2 separate regions of the Rattus norvegicus genome follow, and region 1 is linked to region 2. A link is a contact called in public Hi-C data. All regions are on one chromosome and are shown on one strand. Each heading gives the region's core, a stretch centred on a gene start, on an enhancer-like site or on the middle of the called end of the contact. The rest is flanking DNA. Distances are from core to core; before and after follow the strand shown.

Region 1 (2,700 bases), core at 176-2,675, 120 kb after region 2:
ACAATTCAGGAGTCAGGCTAAGGCAACCTGCATAGACCCCACTGACCTGCCATTGAGCAATAATGTCTTCTTTTGGCTATTTTATTTATTTACATTTCAAGTGTGGTCCCCCACTCCCCAGTCTCCCGTGCCTCTAAGAGGGTGCTCCCCCACCCAACCGCTCCATTGCTCCCAAGACTTGCTGATAGGTAGAAAAACCAATTGAAGTCATTTGTCAATCTATGGACATACTGATAGATGGTGGGCAGAAGAAATCAAAGACTAAAGCAAACCTCAGGTTCTTGATGGTTGGCACCTACCAGCTGGATAAATGTGTGATGTGTAGGTGGAAACTAGGTAAAATCCAGGCTTGTACGTGTGGGCATCGGTGAGTTCTTAACATTTGCATGCTTCTGAATTTTTAACTTTCAAAATAGCTCAAAGAGGTGATGAGTTAACTGAGATCGAATGAGCACAGGACTCAGTGTAGTGTCTACTGCATAGCAGTATCTAGTAAACGTTTTCTGTTCTTTTCACCTGTCTGTAAATACGAAAGGTATGCTTTGGTGGTCAAAACACATGCCAGAAAGGCTAGCGGAGCCTGCATTCACCCAAACTGTGAAGTCACATCTGGATGTACAGAATTTAGTATAACTTTATGATAGCGTAGACTAGTATAGTTCAATTAATCCCTGCTAGCACCAGCTCCTATCAATTCTAACCTGTGGAATATGAATTTGCTCTAAGGAAGAAGGTATACGAGGAAATGTTAGCTTTAATATATTTGGGATTTAATTCCATATGTGATAATATTTGTATAATATATTTTTCACCATGCTTTTAGCAATATTTCCAATTACTTGAAAATACTTATTAAAACCACACACAAGAATGCATGATGGCTAGTTAGTCAGAACTGCATTCTTTGGTATCTCTGGTCTCAGTAAGACCGGATTCTATTGGTCTTAACAAACAGCCCCATAGCAGTCAGCTGCCCTGGACATTTTGGGTATATTTATAAGAAAATAAGAAAACTACATGATACACTATAGCTCAGCTTAGTCTGAGTGTGTGCTGGAGAAGTTCATTTACCCTTAATTGTGGCATTCGCACTTTGAAGTTTATCTCTTGACAAGTTTCCTCATGTGGAGATTGCAAGAGTTTGGATCAACTTCAAAGTTAGTGCTATGACCCCTTTCTGTTGGAATGAAGCATCAGGGCCTGCCTGCCAGGCTTGGGAGGTTTCCTTTCCCAGAGATTTGTAATATGCAGGAGATGTTTGTTGCAACACGAAAGAGTCAGAGAAGGAGGCAGACGATGGCAAGAAGAAGTCCAGATTTCTTCAGGTGCCCAGCCATCAAAAATACTAGAGTCTTTTGAGAGTCACTTATTATCTTTTCCTGAGTGGTTTACAGAGTCCTACAGGCAGGTCTGCCAAGCTATTCTGAGAGCAGAATGTGGCTGTGGAATTGCAAATGTCATACTCATCATGACCAAGTTTCAGCAAAGGGTGTAGTCTAATGCCTCATTTTTATTATGCAATTGCCCAACCAGTAGTGTAGCCCAGAAAGGGTTTTACCTTTTTAAAACAGGATCTGTGATCCTGTGATTTCTGTGATACTACAACCACAGTGATACACTATGAGTCAGCACATGCCACACTGAATATTAATATTAAGGGAGACTCTGAGATGCCCATTTCAATGACTTTATATTTCTTAATTTTGTGACAGAAGTGTTTATATTTTTAATCCTTGATCTTTAGTCCTCTTTTACTGACATACATGATGTGACATGAAAATCAAGCACTAACTACTAAAATGTAAGAATTATAATTAGCTGGGAGGTGGTAGCACATGCCTTTAGCCCCCCAGCACTTAGGAAGCAGGGGCAGATGGATCTCTGTGAGTTTGAGGCCAGCCTGCTCTACAGAGTGAATTCCAGGACTGCCAGAGCTACTCAGGGAAACCCTATCTTGAAAAGAGCGAGAGAGCGAGCGAGCGAGAGAGAGAGAGAGAGAGAGAGAGAGAGAGAGAGAGAGAGAGACTTTCAGTAGCTTAATGTCCGTCTAGAGCCAACCCACCTAGGTCAGGCATCATCACTCACTACTGTGAAATCTTACTTGTTTTAGGCTTCTGTATGATTAGCTTTCTCAATTATGAAATGAATAATCCAGTCATCATGCCCCTGAGGGCCTGTCTCCAAAGTATGAGATCAATAACAATTTATTATTATTATTTGCTATTAGTCAGCTTTGATTGCTTAACATTATAAACAAATGTAAGACCCAAACTGAGGACAACTAAAACAATAACATAAAAATACCTAAACTCAAACTTTCATTGACGAGTTATGTTTTATACTGTCAATCAGTGAGGATGGGGGTTGAATGGGCTGTTCCTTTTATACTAGTCTCAGATGCTCCCCAGAACATTACCTTCAATAGTATAATTGTGTTTTATAGCCTATTAATTTTGAGTTGAAATCCTGAACATATTTTTCTTTGAGTGTTATTTAGGAAGATCTAGAAAAGGTTATTTAAGAGATTTAATATAGGCTCCAAGTCTCCAAAACAAAGAACAATCACCAATAACCAATTTCCAATACCTTTCTCTTGTGCCCACATGACTGAATTTTGGCAAACAGAAATCCCCCTGGACTCTGGGGGTCTCATGTATAACATGAACAGGTTCCTTCCTGGTCCTGATAGCAAACCAATCA
Region 2 (2,700 bases), core at 135-2,634:
AACATCTGAAATTTCACATTTCATCAAGCCCAAAGTTCATGCAGCCGGAACATGGAGTTTATATTATGAGTTCGTTGATGCAGCCTGGGTGCCTAAAATAATGATTGGGTACATCATTCACCACAATATCCTCTAATATATGAATTTCTAAATATAATGATAAATTATGGTTATTTTATTTTGGAAGCTCAAGGATAATTTTGTTAGGGTTTAAAAGAAAATATAGTATAGATTAGGAGAAAAAGCCATGCCTTTTCAGTTAACCAACGGGGTAGAAGTAGACAGCTTATTAAGGAAGAAAGCTTTATTAAGATGACTCCTAATGACTTATTGCCATGCCCATAGAGCAGGACATGCCACAAGTCTCATCTGAGAAGCATCTTGCAGCAGATGATAATTAACACAGATACCGTCACTTGATCAATGTGCAGAGATTAAGAAACTACAGCGTGTTCAGCCGTAAGTAGAATATTCATAGCATACCCTTCGTGAAACAGCTCATGGAATTTCAAGGAAGAGGGAGCAGAAAGATCATAAGAGCCAGCACTAACGGATGACTTCAAGGGCAGTTGCACATATGGACTCACAGTGGTAGGGACAGTATCCATAAGACTTACTCTAGATCCAGCCAGGCACAATGGCAACATGGGGTTGGGGGGATGGGCACAGCATCCCATCACTGTCTGGGAAGAGCAAATTCTACTTGCTGTTGGGAGAGGGAGAGTCGGTTTTGTTTAACAAGGTGACCACTATCAGGTTGACCTCAGTCATGGCAGGTCCCTGCTCTTGAAGGTAGTTGAGCAACACAAACTGGACTTGACTAGGGTTGTGTGGAGAAGGGGAAACTAAACTAAAGTTGTATGGGTAGGAAGGGGAGAGATGGACAGAGGGAGTATGGGAGTAGTCTGGGAGTGAATGTGATCAAGCTACGAGGTATCAAATTTCCCAAAAATTAATACAAATATTATTCATGGAAATAGGAAAAGGCACTTGTAAGAGTGGAAGCAGGTGAGAGATCTAACATAAGAGCCCCGCCCTAAGCCTGAAATACTGTGTATATTTTGGGAATCGTGCCAAGATAACTTAGATATAGAGTCATTCAGAAGAGTCACATCTGAGTCACAGTTTCAACTACACAGTTTAACACTTGCCATCACAAAGCAAAGACATGACCTCTTACGTGCTCTTCCTTTGCTTTCTCTAAGCCAGAGAATCTAAATTTCTCTACAGAGGCTGAAGTGGTACAGAAACAAACAAACAAACAAACAAAATGCTGGCAGTCCATCAGTAAACTATAGAAGGACAGCATTTTGTACAGTGCCCACCACAAGGGAAATTACTGGAAGCTTAGGAAAATTTGGAGGTCAAATGCAGAACTACTATATCAGACGCCCTTAGGAAGGGAGCAGAAATCTGGGGTTTTAACCAACCCATTTGCTGAGATTTGAGAACTACATACTGATGAATCTTGGCAATGAGTTAAGTTGGAGAGAATCTGTCTTCACCTTATAGAAGCGCTTAACTCATGACCCCACGATGCAGTGCCCTTTCTCATACAAACCTTCTTCTTGGTGAGTGTGAGGTGGTAGCCATCTCCAAAAGCTTCCTTGAGGTAAAATGGTGAACCACAACAACGGAGCCCACCCTGTTCCAGGAAGGCAATGCGGTCACTCAGCACTTCAGCCTCATCCAAATGGTGTGTCGACAGAATGATTGTTCTTGCTTAAAGAGACAGTCGAGAACAATGTCAAATGAAAAATGAGGATACAAGGCCCCCACAGAACAGAATTAGCAAGAGTAAATCCTGGGATTTCTGAGGACAGAGTGGCATTAATTGAGGTGAGTGAACCTCTGTAACAATCAAAGGAAAACTCAGAAGGCTGCCATTAAATATATAGGAGGGGGTCTTATATGTAATTTAGCAGCAAGTGCTTATTAAGATTCATAGCTAATGCGCTTCATTTTCTGTGGGCATCAGCTACCTTTTCTCATTTGTCAGAGTTTTACCTCTGTTGTTTCAGTGTGCTCTCTCTCCCTCTCCCCCCTTTTCCCCTGTTCTCGCTCTTGCTCTCCCTCCTTCCTTTATGATAAAAATGGTAATTTAAAAGACTTTTTGAATATTCCTCTCTGCACTCCAGAGAGAATAATCCACTCCAGTCTGATTACTTCTCTGAATCACATCCTGTTAGCACTTATTCCGTGTGTTTTCAGTTTATTTTCATTTGTGTACATTTGGTATCTCTAATTAGATTCCATGCTTCTGTAGGCAGACTCCTCTAGTCTCCCAATAAGCCTCGATAAGTTTAACTCACAGTAGTCCTGGCTATGTATTAACAAATTGACCCAGAAATCTCACCAAGAAATCTTAAGACAAAAAGATCTCACCTCAGATATTTAGAGGGTGTTATACACAGAAAAGCTTCAACTTGATTTTGGGAAGCCCTACAGGTAGAGTTATGACTGTCCTATGGAGAAGTTATGAAAATTATACATACCAGTTTTGTTCTTGGATATGACATCCCATATACTTCGGCGAGAGCATGGATCAACCCCAGTGGATGGTTCATCCAGAATCACGACCCTTGATCCACCGATGAGGGCAATGGATATGGATAATTTCCTCTTCATCCCTCCTGACAACGTCCCAACTCTCTTATGGCGATGGCTGTACAGTCCAGTGTCTTTTAAAGTCCTTCAAGA

The links. A called contact is a pair of places that touch in the nucleus more often than the background predicts.
Region 1: a contact with region 2 is called in a Hi-C map of the Rat2 cell line, with 2.5 times the contacts expected there. The contact joins two enhancer-like sites. A contact is called at or near these places in 3 of 12 Hi-C or Micro-C datasets (the A7r5 cell line, the Rat2 cell line and Schwann cells).

The regions. Positions count from the first base shown.
Region 1 is chr9:80,426,051-80,428,750 of GRCr8, forward strand. All of the region lies in intron 2 of Abca12 (ATP binding cassette subfamily A member 12), which reads right to left. Among named protein-coding and RNA genes, the nearest start is that of Abca12, 18 kb to the right of the region's middle. Within about 2 kb of position 1,426, at least 3 of the 93 cell types and tissues checked have an H3K27ac peak or open chromatin away from gene starts, as enhancers often do.
Region 2 is chr9:80,308,962-80,311,661 of GRCr8, forward strand. It overlaps Abca12 (ATP binding cassette subfamily A member 12), which reads right to left. Exons shown (of 53, transcript NM_001427691.1): 30 at 2,496-2,692; 31 at 1,562-1,722. Among named protein-coding and RNA genes, the nearest start is that of Abca12, 140 kb to the right of the region's middle. Within about 2 kb of position 1,385, at least 1 of the 93 cell types and tissues checked has an H3K27ac peak or open chromatin away from gene starts, as enhancers often do.